Regions from separate parts of the Rattus norvegicus genome. Here region 1 is linked to region 2. A link is a contact called in public Hi-C data. All regions are on one chromosome and are shown on one strand. The core of a region is the stretch at or near the end of the contact, and the rest is flanking DNA. Distances in the headings are between cores, read along the strand shown. Region 1 overlaps C5h8orf34 (similar to human chromosome 8 open reading frame 34). Region 2 holds the start of Sulf1 (sulfatase 1).

Region 1 (4,382 bases), core at 1,364-3,863, 970 kb after region 2:
TCTTTGTGTTGGAGGCAGTGAGAGCAAGAGAGACCGGGCTCAGAAGCCCACCCACCAGTGACAAACCCCCTCCAACAGAGTTCCACTAACTGGTGACCAAGCAGTCATGAATGTATGAGTCGATGGGGCCATTCTGGTGCAAACCACCACACACAGGGGTTGTGAACACTTTAACACTCTGCTTCTCTCCCATCCTCACTTCTTTCTCCTCATTTTCTCCCTTTTTCCTCTTTTTTTTTTCATATTTTGAAAGACTTTAGCTAGACACGGTGGTATATGCACAAAATGCCGTCACTTTGGAGAAGGAAACAGGCGGACAGTAGTTCAACGCCAGCTTTGACTTTTGAGAGCCAGCCTAAGCTACATGAACGCCTTTGTCAATATAAATAAAATGTAGGTCTTTGGTGACAGCGCCAACTCTGCCATCTGTTCTTCTAGTAAAATTCTTGTTCTTAGCTCCGCCCCATAGTTACCTGGCAACAGCCAGGTATGCCTGACTCACTATAAAAGGGGGCTGCTTGCCCCCTCCTCTGTCTCTTGCTCTCTCTTGTTCCTCTCTTGCCCTTGCTTTCCTGCTCCTGCTCTGTCGTCTTTGTCCCCCGCCTCTCTCCGTGTTTATAGCCGGCCTCGACTTCTCTACTTTTCTATTCTCTCTCTGCCTTTCTCTGTCTCTAGTACCCTCTTGCCTCCCCTCCCCATGAGATGCCTCAGCATGGGCCTGCAGAGACACCCCCTCCCCCCATACCTGACTTTAACACCGTAGAACTTATCCCCCTTCTTTTTATCTGTTTATAAACACATCACTTGTTGAGCAGTCTTCTAGCTTCTATGCAAACCCCAATCAAACAGCCATTTGTGAAGTACTTAATCTTAGATTTCTCTAAAAGTAAACGATATAAACAGCCCAAGTTTCATTGGCATCAACACAATATAATCCAAAGACTTTGTCTGAATCCTTTGTGATAGGCTAAGAGCTTGTCCTGGGAATTAAGGAGATGAAAACTGCCATGCTATTTGGGGGCAACTGTTGGAACTCCAAGGTGCAGGCTAGGAAGCCAGAAACACCTACAGCACGAATTTGCCATCTCTTGGAACTCACTAATTGAATCAGCCCTTAGAAGTTTGTCCTGCCCTCCGGGCTGTCCGGCCTGGCCTTTGACCATGAGCAAAAAGGGGACAGAGTGTACGTTAGCAAGCTGGGTGCTGCTGCAGCTCTGCGGAGCACGCTACAGACACAAGCTGGGAAACGCTTGGTTTCATTGAAATAAATGAAGTAAAGAAATTTGGCTTCCCAACCTGTTCTTACCAGAGTCAGATAAATACTTTAGACTAGCCTTGAAGGGAAGAAAAGCCAGGCCAATAGTTCAGATATTGGGTAGAGAGAGACAAAGCCAGAAGGAAAGCATGTAAAGAAATATCAGGTTCCATTTCTTGTTTCTCTTTCTAGATTCAAGGATGGAAGATATTTACACTTTCATTCCTATGAAACTATTTTCATTATCCGCTCCCACAACATTTGCTAATCGACCCTTGAGACCCTCACAGATCTCTTCCTCCTCCTCAAGATGCACCAAAGAAAAGCCACGCTGTTACCAGAGAGGAGCAGCAGCATGCTCGGTTATGACCACATTACTGAAGAGGAGAGGAGAACCAGCGTTGATGGTCAGAGCCCAAAGTAGCAGTAAATATGAGTTAACCTTTAATGCTCGTTTGACACCGAGGAAATTTGCTTTGTATGCAATTTTGAAAAATGCCCCGTGTTTTAATGAGGTGAGCATAATCTGTGAACCTCTGAGCTTTCTGAAACGTAACCCATAGAAAGCCTGTTATTTTCACGTTAAGTCACTGTGACTTGACGTGGATACAGGCCAAAGGGTATAAGGTTAGGTGTCATAGCCATTTGTTGAATTTTAACAGCTCCAAGAAAGGTCTTTTCCCATAATTAGAAAAACAACGAATGAAATTTAGATTACGCATGCAATTGTGCCGAATTTACCTGTACTTGAGTAATTCAAGTGTGAGTAAAAGTTAAAAGCCTGCTAGTAAGTTAAATGCTTAAGATGCGATGTATTTGTATCAGTGACAACCTCTCTCCCTCTCCCTCTGTCTGTCTGTCTTCTCCCTCCTCTTAGGTCTTACTTAGAAGAAAGTTAACAAGGAAAGCCACCTGCACTGGTTTGCTCCAAACCTTATTAGAACTATCACACCACGCCAATCCCGTGATTTCAAAGACTCAACATCTCCTAACTGAAGAACACTTAGAGTAGTTTAGGTTTCTTGTCTGCCACTCACTTGGGGTAGATCTAACTAAACAGGTATAATCAGGAGCCCACCACGACTCCAGTTCTTATTAGGCTCCTAATGTTGTTAATAAAGGCAGGACAGGAGAGAGACTATCTCAACATTGTAAACGATGATGACCATTCACAGGATTCCAAACCTTTTGCTTTTGTGTCCTAAAATTTAACTTTGCTTCCAGTAAAATTTAAAATCAGAATAATCTAGCAAATGAGCTCCCGCCTTTCTCCTTCCTTTTCCTTTCACTTTTAAAGTTATTTTTAAGCTGAGTATAGATGCAATCTCGCTGTGGTCGTGTTGGGAAATGACACCGGAAGTACACAGAAGCATATAGACAGTGGTGGCCATCTCTTACACTGTTCACCTCGCACGATGATTACACTGCAGCTCATTTCTTCAGTATTTATATGTTAATCTGTTCTCCAAACTTTACAAAAAAGTTGCATAAGAACGTTTTCAGAAACGTTTCTTTAATTATTAATTTTGCATAAAGGCATAGCGTGCAGCACCTTTCATTTGTAACGCAGGTTTCCATTTTAACAGCCTGTGCCAAGGTTTCCCTTTGTGGGACTTCCTGAAAGTGTTGGAAAATTGCAAATAAAAAGCATTAGCACCCCCTGGTGGTGCAGCGAATTTATAGAACAAAGTAGTTTTGGTAAGTTTGCCTCCATTTTCTCTTTCACCTCACTTTTAACAGTGCAAGGCTATTTTAAAGTCAGTGTGTAACGTGCATTTTAAAAGATGTTTTGGTTATTTGCATGTTTGAGTAGATAATAAAATGACTCAAAATGTGCAAAGTAATACACAAATTCATAGAGGAATTTAATACTTTTACTATTACAGAATTCTGCTTTGCTCATTACAGTACTGGCATATGTTTAAATTAACCTAATTAGTAGTAATTATTCTTGAGTTTATTATTATGCCTTTTTAAATTGGGTTATGTCTGTGCAGTTCAACCTGCTCTGGAACTCACTATGTAGCCCAGGATGTCCTAGACATTATAACCTCCTCTACCACGTTTTGAACTCTATAACTACAGACAAAAACCACTACGCCTATCTTCAAGTTGACTCTTGAAATTCTATTTTCAATTTTACGTTTTGTACCATATAAACCAGACGTGATCTGAGTAAATTGAAGAGGATAATTTAACAGGTATATGTGGGACCTCAAAGTCTATGCCTGAGGCTGCTGATACTGACAGATCTGAGGAGGATACTGAGAGTAGGCACCACTTAAGACAGGAAGTATTTAAAATTTTCTATAAAGCAATGGAGGCATTTATAAATACTTCGTGTGAGCACCTAAAGTAGTCACAGTAAAAAGATATATAGTTTTAGAAATTAACTACAATTTTCTGACACAAGGTTTTATTGTGTTTTTCAGAATACCTGGGGCTTTCCCACCTCTGCCTCCTGCAACAGGAGATTGCAGGCAGCCTATGCCACCATCCCTGGCAAATAACTATTTTTTTAAAAAAAGAAATGCCTTAAGAAATGAATTGATTTATGTGCATATCCACGTATAATAAGTTTGCAAAATGTCCAACTTACATATGATTTCTTTTTTCTTTTCTTTTACTGGATATTTTTTATATTTATGTTTCAAATATACCCTTTCCTGGTTTCCCCTCCAGAAACCCCCTACTCCTTTCCCCTCCCTCTGCTTCCATAAGTGTGTTCCCCTACTCACCCACCCACTTCTTCCTGCATCAAACCTTGAAAGGACCAATGATGCCTGATAAGGCCATCCTCTGCTACATATGGGGCTGGAGTTATAGGTCCTTCCATGTGTACGCTTTGGTTTGTGGTTTAGTCTCTGGGAGCTCTGGGAGTCTGGTTGGTTGATATTGTTGTTCTTCGTATATGGTTGCAAACCTCTTCTGCTCTTTCAGTCCTTTCTCTAACTCCTCCATTGGGGACCCTCTACTCAGTCCAATGATTGGCTGCCAGCTTCTGTCTCTGTAATGTCAGGCTTTGGCAGAGCCTCTCAGAAGACAGCTACATCAGACTCCTGTCAGCATGCCCTTCTTGGCATCCACAAAATTGTCTGGGTTTGATGACTGTATATGGGATGGATCC
Region 2 (3,932 bases), core at 933-3,432:
TGGGGTGGGAAAAGAGAAGTCTTCCATATTATCTGCTTCCCGACCAGCCAGCTTGATGCTCAGTCTCCAGGCAGAGGCTCATGGGGCCCCTGAGACTTTGTATTCATAAGCAGAAGCTCGTCCTTGCCCTTGTTAGAATACCATTGTGGGACCTCTCCTTGGGTGAAAGCCAGCCCAAAAACGGGGCTCTACCTTGTCATGAAATAATGCTACACGGGTACCAAAATGGCCTGGTCAGTAAGCTCTGAACCTGCTCCATGCTGTAAGGAGCGCTGATGCTGATACGATGGGAGGTATTTGTCTCCCTTTCCCTATTCACATTTGAAACCTCAGTTCCATAGCAAAACTAATAAGGAATGAATGGAATTCCAAACGGCTTCAGCTCATGAACTAGGTCCTATTACCCTTTGGTTATGTAATATTGGGGCTCAGATAGCGCTCAGAATCACTGTGGGGCAATGCTCTTCACTGAAGATGTTCAGACCTTGACTGCAGGACATCCGGACAACAGACACCTCAGCACTGTACTGGGATACTGGTTTTGTCTTAACTTTTGTTTTTAAGATGGTTTTTTTAAAAATCAGTTCTATGATTACAAAAATATGAGACTGAAACCAAACGTTAGAGACCTCAAGTCAAATCACAGCGTCCCTGGCGTCTCTGCCTATCACATAGCTCCTACCTGCAGTGCTCTGTACAAAAATCTGTCACCTGCAAGTGTAAGGACCAGGTTGCATTGCTCTACCCAATTTCCCAATCCCTGTAGGACAAGAGTAGGTTTCTCAGGGAGCAAGTCAGTCTCTGAGTGCAGTGAAAATAGTAGCCCAGACTCACCCATCCTGCTCAAACACTTGAAAAAATAAAAATACCCTTTCAATCCCTCAGAAAATAAGGCACCAATTTGAAAGGCTCTTTTTTTTTTAATGACACAAGATGTAGCATGTAATGTCCCTTGTTATATTCCATTCAATTAAATCCTGGTGGGTGATTTTGGCAGAGCAGTTAGCCGCACATCAGATGACAACTCACTGTTGCTGGGCACCCGGATGACCATTAATTTCCAATGACTAATTTGTAATTAAAATCTTTTTGTTTATTTGTTTATAGGCAGAGCTGAACATCTATTTACATTTAATTAACATTGTTTAAAGCCTATAAACGCATCGACTTCAATGGTCCATCCCAGATAGGCTCCTTCAGTTTTTCCTCACTTGTAAAACTCACACACAGATCTGCAAGTGAATTACATCCATCTGCTCCCTCTGCAGCGGCACTGGGCTACGTTAGAGAGCGACTTCCTCCTACTTCCCTATTTGCTTTGCTTCCAGTTCTGAGCATTTGGGTTTCAGAGCCGACCCAAAGGCTGCACCGACGGTAGCCAGCCCCAACCAGACTTAGTTTCCAAAAATGATTAAAAACCCATTTGGGCTCCATCCCAAATCGACCCAATCTACCTTGCACAAATTCGGTTAACAAAGCGTTTCCGACTCTGTCGGCTGACCATAGACCCTAAGAATCTTTCCTTTTTGAGAAGGGGAACGCAACAGCTTCAAAGTGAACTCTTTAATGGTGAGAGCTAAAACAAACGCTTTCTTGGCCTTGCCCATCCTTGATGAGCAATCCGCACCTACTTTTTTGCGACTATAACGGGGACCTCATGGCACCCAGGCTCCCAAAGACAGTTTCTTCGTTACACCTTCCAAAGCAACGTCCGAGAAGCGTTAGCGCTACAAAGATAGCCGAGCCGGAGCTATGAGCACTGTTATCTGTCAGCCGTACAATAGCAGCATTGATGGAACGGCGAGGACCGGCTTTGACAAGTGTGCTGGGCTAGCATTACATTCCAAACTACGGCGAGAGAGAGAGGGAGAGAGCGAGAAAGAGAGAGAGGGAGAGGGAGGGGATAGGAGAGGAGAGAGGGAGAGAGGAGGAAGGGGAGAGAGAGAGAGAGAGAGAGAGAGAGAGAGAGAGAGAGAGAGAGAGAGAGAATTGATTTGGTGTCTTTTACTTTACCTGAAAACACAGCGTTTCTTGTGGCTGCTGCAAATGAATTCCTCCTCCTCTTCCCCAAAGCCAAGTACTTGGATTTTGCCTGCAACTCTCACTTGGAGAAGACCACACAGCTCCAGCAGGGCAGCCTTCCTTCTCTTAATCCCCACTCGAATGTGATGACACACGCTAACCCCAACCATCTGTTGAAACACGTCCTCAAGCACTCAGCACAGTGCTGTGTCAAGACAGGCTGCCCAATCCAATTGCTGGGACTGAGAGTCTCGCACCGATTGGAGGCGGAGGGCTGGGCAGGGACGGGGAGGTCGGAGAACTCCCCAGCCAAGTAACCTGAGATTTTCGGAGAGAAAGGACTGCTACAAAAAGAGGAGTGGGAGGTGCGGCGGGGAAGGTAGAGCGGATGAATTATTCTGGTGGCCAGTTGTGCCTTACTTTTCACAAGTCTCTGTGCTCCTCGGTGGGTGGAGGGGGTTCTCGGTGGGATGCCCAGGAACACTAAAAATCTTTTACAGCCCGTCTATTGAGGGCAATGTCCTCAGCCAGCCGCTCCCCCCATCACTCCACGGGAGATAAAAGATTCTTCTTGTCATGCTGATAAAGTGTTAAATGTGGGAGTAGTTTGCACTGAAATGTGACATCTACATTTTGAAATCTAAACTCCTACCTCCCTTTGATTGGGGGCGGCAGCCTCCAACATTCCTGGAAGGGCTTGGGGGGTGGTGTCGCAGCTTTGAGCCGAAACTTCTTTTTCTCCCTGGGCTCTTCACGTGTCTCTCCGGCTAAGCAGAGATGGTCAATGAAAACCATTTCGCTCTACTTCTCCAAAGCAGCTCACGCTTTCCCAGATAAAGCTGGCTTTTAATCACTTCCTACATCCACAGCCGTCTCTGGACCACAGCTCCTGGAACTAGAAGGCTACACTCTGCCAGCAATTATTTTTATTGGTTTCTAGTTAATTGTGCTTATAACATCCACGTAGCCCGAGCATCTCATTAACTATTTTGCCTTGAAGTGTTTTCAATTTGGGGGTGTTTAATACATCCTTCTTGTGTACTTTTTTTTCTCAAAAGGTAGTTTCTCTGAAAATTGTTCTTATAAAAGTAATTACATTGATAACCTGACTCAGAAAAGTATTACATTTGTTACAGATAAGACGATTTTGAGAAATAAATTCCTTACTTAAAAAAAATCTTATCCTTTCAAAAATTCCATCAGACATTCAAGGAATTTGGATAATCTTAAAGAGTAAAGAGGAATTTTAAATACCACCTACTGCCTAGCTGTGCCTGTTGGAGGCTAACATTTAAATATTACACCTTTTGAGCTTTGTGGTGAGAAAACCGATCACTTATGGGAGTGGGGGAGGGGATGGGAGGAAGGTTTAGAAGTCCAGATTACAAATAGGTAGCTGATATTTGGCGTATCCATGTCATAAAAAGATTTTTTTTTCAGTAAGAAGCCACATTGGCTGATTGGCTCTCTCTGCTTCACCTGTTTCTGTGATGTTATATATCACTTTCTCCCGATGCAAGTTTACAAAGCACAGAGAGGAGGAAAGGAGAGCTTGCTGGAGTGATATCTCCCCTACTGTGTCCTCAGGAAAAAGGAAGGGGAGGCGGGTGGGGAGGTGGGAGTTCTGACTTCATTTGCTTATTATCTTCCCAGAGTGATTATAAGGTGTCCGCTTTACAATGTATCACAAACTCACTAAGCTACCCAGGACTCCAGGCACCCACATCCACATACATAAGCAACACAGACATTGTCAACAGTGCAATTGGCAGGACAGGCCCAACGCTTCCCTGGGGCACCGTAAAATTTTAATAGTGCCAATTACTGTCGGGCAATTTTATTCCGTCTTGTTTTTGGAGGAGTGGGTGATAGTTAATTCAGCCAGACCTCAGGCTGGAAATCTGGACTGC

The links. Hi-C and Micro-C count contacts between places; a contact is called where the count stands out from the background.
Region 1: a contact with region 2 is called in a Hi-C map of the A7r5 cell line, with 8 times the contacts expected there. The contact joins the enhancer-like site here to the promoter of Sulf1 in region 2. A contact is called at or near these places in 8 of 12 Hi-C or Micro-C datasets (the A7r5 cell line, the Rat2 cell line, Schwann cells and 5 more).

What each region holds. Positions count from the first base shown.
Region 1 is chr5:12,275,423-12,279,804 of GRCr8, forward strand. All of the region lies in intron 7 of C5h8orf34 (similar to human chromosome 8 open reading frame 34), which reads right to left. Among named protein-coding and RNA genes, the nearest start is that of C5h8orf34, 280 kb to the right of the region's middle. Within about 2 kb of position 2,614, at least 3 of the 93 cell types and tissues checked have an H3K27ac peak or open chromatin away from gene starts, as enhancers often do. A contact at or near this core is called in the A7r5 cell line, where this site is marked.
Region 2 is chr5:11,306,440-11,310,371 of GRCr8, forward strand. Sulf1 (sulfatase 1) reads right to left here and starts at 2,183. Exons shown (of 22, transcript NM_134378.3): 1 at 2,014-2,183.